Linked DNA regions of Zea mays: all the other regions are linked to region 4. A link is a contact called in public Hi-C data. All regions are on one chromosome and are shown on one strand. The core of a region is the stretch at or near the end of the contact, and the rest is flanking DNA. Distances in the headings are between cores, read along the strand shown. Region 1 holds the start of LOC100282418 (60S ribosomal protein L7a-1). Region 2 holds the start of LOC103632974 (proteasome subunit beta type-1). Region 3 holds the start of LOC100284715. Region 4 holds the start of LOC100217221 (squamosa promoter-binding protein-like (SBP domain) transcription factor family protein).

The links. Hi-C and Micro-C count contacts between places; a contact is called where the count stands out from the background.
Region 1: a contact with region 4 is called in a Hi-C map of leaf, with 6 times the contacts expected there. The contact joins the promoter of LOC100282418 here to the promoter of LOC100217221 in region 4. A contact is called at or near these places in 4 of 25 Hi-C or Micro-C datasets (ear, leaf and tassel).
Region 2: a Hi-C map of ear shows a contact between it and region 4, with 1.7 times the contacts expected there. The contact joins the promoter of LOC103632974 here to the promoter of LOC100217221 in region 4. A contact is called at or near these places in 2 of 25 Hi-C or Micro-C datasets (ear and tassel).
Region 3: a contact with region 4 is called in a Hi-C map of leaf, with 4 times the contacts expected there. The contact joins the promoter of LOC100284715 here to the promoter of LOC100217221 in region 4. A contact is called at or near these places in 4 of 25 Hi-C or Micro-C datasets (bundle sheath, ear, leaf and 1 more).

The regions. Positions count from the first base shown.
Region 1 is chr7:143,098,875-143,101,836 of Zm-B73-REFERENCE-NAM-5.0, forward strand. It overlaps LOC100282418 (60S ribosomal protein L7a-1), which reads right to left and starts at 1,468. Exons shown (of 7, transcript NM_001155329.2): 1 at 1,391-1,468; 2 at 1,134-1,181; 3 at 839-1,040; 4 at 1-161. The coding sequence starts at 1,393.
Region 2 is chr7:142,666,824-142,669,592 of Zm-B73-REFERENCE-NAM-5.0, forward strand. It overlaps LOC103632974 (proteasome subunit beta type-1), which reads right to left and starts at 1,307. Exons shown (of 7, transcript XM_008654675.2): 1 at 978-1,307; 2 at 789-896. The coding sequence starts at 1,018.
Region 3 is chr7:143,065,379-143,068,140 of Zm-B73-REFERENCE-NAM-5.0, forward strand. LOC100284715 reads left to right here and starts at 1,342. Exons shown (of 1, transcript NM_001157610.2): 1 at 1,342-2,762. The coding sequence starts at 1,407. The coding sequence ends at 2,651.
Region 4 is chr7:142,907,241-142,910,137 of Zm-B73-REFERENCE-NAM-5.0, forward strand. It overlaps LOC100217221 (squamosa promoter-binding protein-like (SBP domain) transcription factor family protein), which reads left to right and starts at 1,323. Exons shown (of 3, transcript NM_001359706.1): 1 at 1,323-2,545. The coding sequence starts at 2,049.

The DNA.
Region 1 (2,962 bases), core at 218-2,717, 190 kb after region 4:
GAGGTAAGTCACATGGTTAAGGCCATACTTCACAACAATTGGTTTCTTCGACTCAACAGTTTTTCCTTCATTCTCAGCTTGGGCCCTCTTCAGAAGCCTCTCCTTCTTGGCAGCCTTGTCTTCAGGCCGGTACTTGAGAAGCATCTTAAACAGGTTCGTAGCTGCAAACATTTCAAGTCAGAGATTTGCAACACCATAATATACATTCTGAAAAATGAATAGGTAGGTTATAACGTTATAGAAAGAAAAGAGACAAGGCGAAAGAACAGAAATAAGGCATAATTCCAGTAGTGGCATAGTTCAAGCATAGCAGCCAGTTAACTTAAACGAGAACACATGAGTGCATTCAGTATCTATCAAAGCCCCTGACAGATAACATGGTAAATTGGTAACATATTTGTCTTATTGTCTATCAGTAAATGCATGTTCACTAAGTTTAGCAGGATGATGTTTGATCGTGTTTAAAAGTGAATATCAGAGGCATGATTAGACATGCTACTAGCCATTTTTATGTCACAATGTAAGACTAGATGAAAAGGTTCAGGCACACACTGATGAAAGGCCCCACTCTAATGGACCCTTGAAAAGCCTATTGCCCTAATTAAGGTAACCCAAATATGCAAGTGCCTAAATGGTAAGCATAATGCGATATGACCAAAATAATGAAAGACAATAGTAACTGGAACTTATGCATAATTGTATGCATCAATACAGTTCGTTGTTAACCTACTGTGCAACTAGAATAGCACAGATTTCCGCATCAAATCAAGAAGGTGATGATTTTACTGTTTATTAGCAACCTAGCACTCTTAAGTAAACGAGTGAGTGGTGTTCATACCGAGGTTCTTGTCGAGGGTGCGGGTGAACTGGTTGAGCGCCGGTGGTACCTTGAGGCGCTGCTTGAGGATGCGGCGCTGCCGCTGGATACGCACGACCTTGGGCCACTTGACGAACCGGTGCAGGTCCTTCTTGGGCGGCAACGCGCCGCCGATGCCGAACTGCTTCGGCCTCTTCTCGAATAGAGGGTTCGTCACTTTATCCTGCACCCAGACAAACCCAACAGTCAGACTACGCATTCCCACCATAGCGCCGCACACATATCGAGGAAGACCACGGGAAAGCACAATTTATACCGTCTTCTTCTTGGCCGGCACCGGCGCCCTGCCACCTCGCTTGGGGGCCTGCAGATTTGTAAGTCGAACTCTTATCTTAGCAAGTTACATGAACCATACACAGATTTTCAGCAAGTTTACATCTGAAAACTAGAGGAACATAAGCACGTGCCAACCAAGATCCACGAAACAATATTGAAAATAAATACCAAGAAGAGATTGGAATAGCGGGAAATCCAAAGCAAAAAAAGGAAGATCGGCGGCGAGATCGCACGCACCATTTCGCCGGAGGGGGGGCTTGGCGTTCCGAACGGGAGACGACGGCCACACGAGGCAGTGGGGAGGAGGCGGCGAGTGGCGCTTGGAAGCCGAGAGGTGGTTCTATAAAGGATGGCTCACGCCGAGGTGGACGCACCCTGGCCGTCGGATGCAAGGTGGAGAAGCAAGCGGAGCGTTCTCAGCCGTCCGGTTCCGGGATTAGGGTTTAGGCGATGCCACTTGGGCCGCCACGAGAGAAAGGTATTTGGGCCGTTTGTCGTATTGATGGTTTCTATTTGAACCCATTTCCTTAGCACTTCTCAGTTGAATCCCTCGCAGGTTTGAGCCCATTTGTTTGGGTGAAGGTTACCCTCTGTTTCTTCTAGTGAGCGTTCGAAAACTGGAGACGGAGACCTAAATCTAAATGAAATCACGATCAGCTCATACTTCATGAGTAGAATCGACGTGTTCTTTCGAGTACAGGTGATTGATATTTATGACTTGTTCATTGTGTCATTGATGACTCGTTCGGTTAGAGATAGATTGAGAGGATTAAATCTCGTCCAATCTCTTTTAATCCACCTAACCGAATAAGTCCTGAGAGGAATTAAATCTCATTCTATTCAAAATTGAATAAAAAGGGATTTAATTCTCTTAATCCCCTTTGATCCATCGCAACCGATCAAAGCCTTAGGCGGTTATTAGTTTGTGCCTCAAAATGTTGGCAGGTTGCTAGAGCTGTTTCCTACCACATTCATTTGAAGGTTTTTTTACTCCCTCTCTTTTTTGGCTTTCTGAATAGTTGCAAACACCCCTGCCCAATGCTTGAAGCCGCAAAACTTCATTTACTTAAATTTCACCGTTGAATATATTCAATTATGTATTGAACGGAGCCGCTATTTGTGTTTGTCAAAAATCCACCGAGTGTTGTCTACTTGTCTGCAAAACTGTACTTGTAGCCTCAAGTTAGCCGTGTCTGCTTCAGGCTTATCTATGACTTTGTGGTTCAATTACTACATCAACGGGTAGTTCGCCGAAAAAAAAAGGTCCATAGACAGATAGACAGTTATGTATTTTCACTCCATTAGAGTTGTAACTTAGAAGCAATATTGTTTCATTGTGCATGTTATGTCGTTCAAATTATCCTGTTTCTGAGGCTCCTTTGGCAAGGCTCCGGTTCATCAGAAAACAATTCCAACTCTAGCTTCTATGGTTCTTTGAATTCTCTATAAGAGTCGGAGCATTTTATAATTCGTTTGGCAAAACGGTTTCTCTTAAATTTATTTCCTGTATTAGAGGAATGAAGAAAGAACCGATAGAAGCCACATTTTTTATGCTCCGGCTTCCAACACAAAAACGGTCCTAGTTCCTCGAGGGCTCTCGACGAGAAGCCGTTTTTTTATCGTTTGTTAGTGTTCCACGATGAGCCATCTAAAGAGCCATAACAAAAGAGCCCTGAATGTTTTCTCTTCAGAAAACGTTTTGCAAGATCTGCCTGCTGAGGTAATCACAAGCCGAATTATGCCCTGCGTTGTTACGAAAAGCTCTTTTACATAGTCTTCCTTCACCTTATTGGATGGAGCTACAGCCAA
Region 2 (2,769 bases), core at 57-2,556, 240 kb before region 4:
AGGTGAGAGAAAACAGAGAAAAGAGATACATAGGTTGACATGTGGGGTCCATATGCCAGTGCTAGGCTGTATGGTAAAACCACAACCCGTTTGGACCTAACTGAGACCCAAACAACGATTAAGGCTTTAAGAGACACACTTTGAAAGTTTATGGACCGAGATGACATAGCACGACAAGGACCGGAAATGTATTTTACTCAATATAAAAGTAAACCTAAATGTCAAGCCTACATCTCCCTTACCTACAATGATATGCTAATGAAATGCTCATCTGCCAAAACCAGAAGTTTGTTTAGCAACGAAGGTTACCCTACTTGTGCAGAAAGCAGAATCTAAAATATTATTCTATGATGACCTAGTCATCTGAATGAAAGAGCAAACATAGGACATAAAACTAGGGCTAGGAAGAATGAAGAATGAACCACATGCAACCCAGTGTGCTCAGCATTATTAAGTAAGCAAATTGATGAACAAAAGACCATACCACAGTAGCAAGCCAGTTAAGCATTCCCGTTCACAAAGAGGACGCTGAACTAACTAGCCATTAACGAAAAACGTATAAAACATATAGAATGTAAAGGTATTTCCCCCATAATTTTCGACACAATCCTCCACGCACCAAACCCTAGCTAAAAGAACCAGTGGCAGCACCAAATCCTGCTACGAATCCAGCCTTGTCACCCATATTTTAGCCCACGCCACACCAAAATTCACTCGTGCCTCCCAATCCACAAACCCTAAAGCCCAGATGGACAGATCGAAGCACGAGATCGGGTTCAGGGACTCACAGGTCGCAGATCTTAGAGTGGTCGCGCGTGAGGATGCTGTATCCGACAGAGAGGCGGGTGTCCGCCGCGACGACACAGTAATCGGCGCCGGCGATGGCCACGCAGGTCCTGCAGGACCAAACAGACCCTCGTTAGAGAACACATAGGATACGGCCAGCAGGCGAGGTGGGAAGGCCGCAGGGAGGCTACCCGCCGTTGTTCTCGTAGACCCAGTCGCCGCGCCTCGACATGGCAGTGGTCGGGGTGGGCTCGCTGCACGGGTTGCTAGTGGTGGAGCCACCGGAGTTAGAAACACGGGAAGTGGAGGAGCAGCTGACACCGCCTTTCGTTTTGTTTCTTCCACCTTGGTCCTTTCTGGGCTATGGTCCGTGGGTCCGTGGGCCGAGGTGGTCTGGGGTTCTCCTTCAAAATTTTAGCTCCTCCAGTTTTCGTCGAGAAAGCTATTCGATGATAAAGGAGTCTAGCTCTTTTTTCCGTCTCTCGTTCTCCTTTAATTAGCTATACGTTGAAAATAGAGTCTATCATATTTTTTATAACTCATTCGTCCTTCTTTAGCCAGCAAAGTGGTACTATCTAGGAACATTATGTTTGGTTTTATGTTGTATTGGGTTTTAATGGTTCTCACGGCCCATCTGTGTGTAACGACTCATATGTGGTGTAATGGTCCATTGGACAATTGTTAAGCGAGAAGTAGGAGAGAGGAATAACGCACGAAGCTGGTGCTTTAAAAGAGCAGAGACTAGTTAGTTGCTCGTACTTTACTACGATTTTTATATATCATATAAATAGTGTTGACATCTTTTGGAGGGCCAAATACCAATGAACCCTAGGGCCTCCACACGACGTGCAAAACCTTGGGGTAGGCTCTACGATGCAGCCTTGAACTCTACCTTTATTTCTGCTCCACAAGCCACCACCTACTTTGGGGTCAAACATCAATGAACCCTAGATCTCGCTCACGGGGAGTCGAGACCTTGGGGACCTTTTTGCGAGGTGTCGAACGGTTGGCAATAGGTCACCAGGTGAATGCAAGGCTAGTAAGGCATAATGAGAATAGGCAAACACGAAAAGCTTCTATGTTGGCCAATTTTCCAATTATGCTAGAAATTGGCCTACGTGTTCGAGAGTGCTTTTACTGCCCTCATCTGAGAATTTAGAGAAATCTGGAACACTAGTCTCTGGAGGGTATGGAACGGCGTCCCATCGAGGGTCATATGGCCTATTTACTTCCAAACTTCATCCATAGTGACCGATGGTAAGCCATCGGTCCTCGAGGCATGGGGCTTAGGTGGCCAGTTATCATTATGATGGCCTTTTGTACCAAGATGATGAAAGATGGCTTCCAATATAGGCCATGAGGCATACGGTACCGCATCCCGTTGTTGTGTGGTATGGGATGACCCTTTCTAGCTCCGCAAGGGCCAAAAAATATTTGGCCTCATGTGTGGTTGGTGGCATGTTGCGAATACATTGCGATGTAGGTGGGATAGAGTATGAAAATTGTGCCTTATGCGCAGTACTATGTTCTACGTATACATATCCGAATGGTCTGGCGTAAGGTGTCGGACGGTCCACAATGTGTTCGGATGGTTCGAGATCATACTCGGACTGTCTGGTCATACCTATAGTTGTGCACCGCATATCGATGGTGGTGGTGGTGGTGGTATACTACGTCTTTGATGCACCACAGGCGGGAAATAGTAGTGTTGTTGAGGTGGGTAGAAAATTGTGTGTTGTAAGCATCACCCTATTCTGTCTAGACGTACTTGCATGGTCTGGGCGGGGTGGCCGAACGATCTGCGAAGGGACCGAACGATCCGGGCTTATATCCGGGCTGTCCAGTTATGACGAGCATCGCCTGCGAGCCATGTGGGGGCTCGGTGTGATTCTGGATAGTCCGCGCGTAGGGTGTTGGACAGTCTAAAAGGGAAATGGCCTTAACCATGTTCTCTAAATTGATTTTGGTTTTTATGACCATCGC
Region 3 (2,762 bases), core at 92-2,591, 160 kb after region 4:
TGAATACAAATGGATATGCATATTGTGTTTTTTGTCCTGGCAACGCATGCAAGCTTTTCGGCATGTAGGGATGTCTACAACAGATTAGGTATATAATCGTGTAAAATATTATTTTGTACTATATATAACCTATATTAATTGGTTAGAGTGAAGTTTGAAATATATGATTTAGAGAGTAAAGTTTGAAAATAGATGATGAGATTATGGTAAGCTGCTTCCTAACGCGCGTCTACGTATATACATGGCATGCGTCTAGCTAGCTGCCATCGTTATTCATTCCGGTCACATGCAAGTGTGAACTCAATGCAATAATGCAAGGATGTTTATGAATGGTGCTAGGAATTGAGCCGGGTCGGTCTAGCTTGACTCGGGTCCATCGTGCTTTGGATCAAATTAAATAGGCTAAGGCCAAAAAGATTAAAAAATTGGTCATCCCGAAGTATAGAATTAGTGGTCTAGTCCAGTCCCAAAACATGTCGTGATTTTGTTGGACCGTGTTAGTCCAAACTCGACCTGTATATTTGAACCACATAAAATCCAAATATTACAATCACACAAAGTCCATAACTTACTAAATTAAAGATATTAAACAATATAAGCAACAATAGACAACATAAAGTCCAAATATTATAACCACAATAAACCTATACCTTACTAAATTAATGAATTTAAACAATATAGGCTTTGCTTCATTGGGCGATGTCGGTCCAACCACGGCGCATGCATGTGTGTGCCGCGCTGGGACTCGATGGGCCCGAATTTAAGGTCTAGTCTAGGCCTGCCTTTGGACCTTGTTAGACCACACCATATTATTTCGTGTCGGCCATACTTTGAACTCTTGTTTTTGGGTGGTGCTCGTACTGGACCAAAAAGCTCGGCCCATATTCTCATCACTATTTATGAATGGATATATACTCCTGTTCGGTGGTAGCTGGCTGGAACAAAAGAATTTCAGCCCTTGTATTTGTTGTGATCGAATTGAACACGCGGTACTGTATGCACGTACTAGTGTGTGTCACTAACTGACTGTACTAACGGCGGATCACTCTATTGCTTCCATCCAATTCGACGTTCCATCACTTTCGGTTCGTCCAGCGTAAAGAGCGTAACTCCAATGACTAATCTAGGCACATGGCCGGCTGGGACGGAGGAGACTCCAGCATTCACTTTCACTGGATATATATGTCGGTGTGCACAACTGCGCATGCGATTCATTGAGCCAGCACCAGCCGTACTCATTTTCTTCCTAGCCCGCGAGCGAGGGGGCACCGGGCACGTGGACACCCCTCTCGGTATCCGATCGATCCACGATATTTATCACCTCCAATCCACCTCGTAGTCGTATTCTGTATGCATCAGCCAGCAACCATCAGCAGCAGCAGCAGCAAAGAGTCAGCTAGACAGACGTGCCGGGGCTCAAGATGATGCTGGTCGCAGTACTGCCGTGGGCATCATCACCCGTGCCGCCGATGAAGCTTTGCAGCGGCAAGAGGACGGCGAGCGCGATGCCGCTGGCGGCCAAGAAGCGCTCTGCTTCGTCGGCACACCACCCAGGCCGCGGCCGTGCCCTAACGGCAGCGACGGCAACGGCGCCCGCCTCTTGCCATGACGACGAGCAGCGGCCGCGGCTGCAGACCCTGGACCTTCTGCGGTTCCTGGAGGAGGACGGGTGGGTGGAGGACCAGATGCTGTCGCTGCTCACCCCCGTGGACGAGGCATGGCAGCCCGCCGATCTCCTGCCCACCTTCGCTGTCGCCGCAGAGGAGCAGCGGGTCCAGGTGGCGGAGCTCCAGGCCCGCGCGGCGGGCGTGCCCGACGAGCTCCTCGTGTGCCTCGTGGGCAACATGATCACGGAGGAAGGGCTGCCCACGTACATGACCATGGGGAACCGGGTCGGCCCGGCGGAAGGCGTCACCGACGCCACCGGCCGCGACGGCCACGGCTGGGCTCGCTGGCTGCGCGGCTGGACCGCCGAGGAGAACCGCCACGGCGACCTGCTCAACCGCTACCTCTACCTGTGCGGCCGCGTGGACATGCGCCAGGTGGAGAGGACGGTGCACCACCTCCTCCGCCGCGGCATGAGCATGACGGAGCCCTCCTGCCCCTACCACGCGTCCATCTACGGCGCCTTCCAGGAGCGCGCCACCTTCGTCTCCCACGCCCGCACCGCCAGGCGCGCCGCGCTCCACGGCGACGCCTGTCTCGCCAAGCTCTGCGGGGTCATCGCCGGCGACGAGAAGCGCCACGAGGTCGCCTACACCAGGGTCGTCGCCAGGTGCTTCGAGGCCGACCCCGACGGAGTGGTGCGGGCGCTCGCGGCCGTCATGCGAGCCAAGGTCACCATGCCCGGCGAGCGAATGACGGACGGCCGCGACGACAGCCTCTTCGACCACTTCTCGGCGGTGGCGCAGCGCGCCGGGGTGTACACGGCGGCGGACTACGGCGACATGGTGGAGCACTTCGTGCGCACGTGGAGGGTGGCGGGGCTCCAGGGGCTGTCTGGCGAGGGGCGCCGCGCGCAAGACTACGTGTGCGGGCTGCCGCGCAAGATCCGCAGGATGGAGGAGCTGGCCCACGACCGTGCCGCCCAAAAAGAGGCCCAATCTGTCAGCATCAGCTGGGTGTTCGACAGGCCCGTCCGTCTGCACTGAAGGAAAGTTGAAGGACATACACCAATCCTCAACTGAAGCCCCAATCACTACTACTACTACTGGAGGCGTTGGAAATGCACCTTACTAGTTAAATGCTCCTATATTCTAAGT
Region 4 (2,897 bases), core at 73-2,572:
TTTGGTTTATTGGAAAAACAAAGTATATGTAGAAAGAAAGAATAAGACTGGGGTCCTAAGTGGAGTTTCGAAAACTCCAAAAATACCACAGTTTTGGATACACCATGGTATTTAAAAATGAGTTTTTGACTGTTTAAATCAAACACCTTTTGAGCTCCAATATTATAGTATCATCAAACATTATAGTATTGTTTCAAAACTGCAAAAATACTACAATTCAAAACAGGGCCTCAAGCTGTTTCCAATTGCTATATACGTACTCCTATGTAGCAAATGGATCGATCCGTGGAACAATAACATGCATTTGCAGCTCCAGCTTTCTTCTGACTAGACATATTTCGAGGATTCGCCGCTGGAGATAGAAAAAAAAATCGAAATTACTTGCCTTTTGACGGATGCATGGATCAGACTAGCTACGTGACCAATATAGTAATCCGATTAACCATCACGTACGCACTATTTTAGCACAGTAGCCTCGCAATCATGCTGAACAGAAGTTTGATTTTTTTTCCCTCCTCCCTTAGGCCATGTTCGTTTGATCCCAAAACCATAGGGATTGAGGGGGATTGGAAGGGATTGGAGAGGATTTTGACTTGTAGGGGATTTAATCCCCCTCAATCCCTATGGATTGGCACAAAACGAAAAGGGCCTTAGGAGGAAAGTAACATTATTATATTTTCAAACAATCCAGCTTCCCAAACTATTGTAGCACAGTGCCTTCACATGCTCCTCAGTCACACACACATGACTACATGAGTGAGCTACCACACTGTTGTTTTTAAGTATAGAGAGAGAGAGAGAGAAAGAGAGAGAAAAAAACACTAGTCGCTCTACTGTAGCCCAGCCCTTGATGACACTCATTAAACCTTCCTCAGTCCTCTTCCCCCACTCAACCAACCTCGCTAACAAGAAGCCAAGAGAAGTAATGCCCACCCGTCTCCTCTGCTGCAAGCTAGCTAGGGAGGGCCGGCCAAAGCAAAGCACTGCAGGCGGCGGCGAAGACCCCCCGAACCAACCCCCCCTCCCCCCAATAATTGCGCGCAGCAGCACAAGGGTTCCATGCTGGTGTTAAAGGATGAACATGGCACCTGGCGCCCGCTGCGGGGCCCGTCGCCTTTAGAATCCCTGTCAGGGGATTGATGGTGGCCCTGATGAATGGCTACTGCAAGCAATGTTGCATTTCGCAGTGGAACGAAGAAAAACAAATCCATACAAAAAAATAGTTTTTGTTTTTGTTATCGTAATAATAGAATAGTGGAGTCGAGTGATTAGTATAAGATGGGCATGCATCCATCCACTGATCCACGCCCTCATCAGTTGAGGTCTGAAAGCTGAGCTGAGCTCTAGCTGATAGAGGTAGCCCTCCACACCACACCACTCGCAATCCACACAACTACACTGATACACCTGCGCTGCACTTGCCTCTGCGAGCACGTACTGGCTGTGGCTGTGCCTGGCCTCCTCTTCCTCGGTGGTGGTGGTGGTGGTGGTGCACTGGTGCTGGTCTTGCGCCTGCTTGTTCGGTTGTTCCTCACTTCCACTTCCACGGCTCCCCTCCCACCAAGCAGACTGCAGTAGCACATCCCCCTCCGCGCACCACTCGCTTCGACACCACCGGGCACCGCCCGGCATCTAGCTCTAGCGGCAGCTCATCTCCCTCCCTCTGGCTGGCTGTTTGTTTCTCTCTCTCTCTCCTCCCCATCAGGATAAGCTCAGCAGCCCCCCCTGCTGATCTGCGGCATTTGCCCTGTTCCCGTGCTCGATTTGTTCGCTTCTGTGCGCGCGCGGTGGTGCCCAGGCAATAACTCCCCTCGGTGTCTGGCTGGCTCGTTGCCACCCTCCCCGCGGCAGAGCGGCCTATAGGATGAGAGGGACAGGGGAACCCAACAAACCGGCCGCGGCACTGTCCTGGCCGTGAAAGACACGCACACAGAGCTCCAGCTCGGCCACGGGCACGGGCACGGGCACGGGCACGCGGCGCCTAGCTCTGCACTGGCCGACGGGGAAACGGTCGAGCTTGCTATCCATCGCCCGCGCCGTTCCCATTCATGGATTGGGATCTCAAGATGCCGGTTTCCTGGGACCTGCCCGACCTGGAGCACGACGCCGTGCCGCCGCCCATCGCCGCCGCCGCCTCCGCCGCGCCTTCCCCCGCGGCGGCGTCGGGCATTGCCGCCGCAGCTGCTGGGCCTCCCCCCGCGGCGGCACCGCGCGGGGCGCCGAGCCGGGCGGAGTGCTCCGTGGACCTCAAGCTCGGCGGGCTCGGCGAGTTCGGGGCTGCGGACGGGACGAAGGAGCCGGTAGTGGCAGCGGCCGCGGCCGCGGCCGCGGCGCCGCCGTCCGCTAGCCCGATGAAGCGCCCGCGCTCGGGGCCCGGTGGCGCCGCCGGGGCGCAGTGCCCGTCGTGCGCGGTGGACGGCTGCAAGGCCGACCTCAGCAAGTGTCGCGACTACCACCGCCGCCACAAGGTCTGCGAGGCGCACTCCAAGACGCCCGTCGTCGCCGTCGCCGGCCGCGAGATGCGCTTCTGCCAGCAGTGCAGCAGGTATATACGCCAACTCCAGTTCCAGGCCAAAGCCAATCCCATCCCTTCTCTTCTCTCAATTCACTTCATCTGAAAACGTCGATGTAATTGCATGAACCTGCTGCTGGTTGCCTGGAATTCTGGAAAAGGGTCGCTTGCTTGAATTGTTGAAAATTGGTACTACCAATCAGCAAACCGACTGATTTACACCCAGACATCTTTTCTCCACAGCTTTTACTTTTTACTGCTGATTATTCCTTGCCTTCCCCTTTGTTCAAAGTGAAAATGCCAAATCAGTTCTTTCTTTTGCCCTGCCTCCCTCCCTCTCTCTCTGCTTCAGAGTTCAGATTCTCGCCAATTGGTCACCAACAGC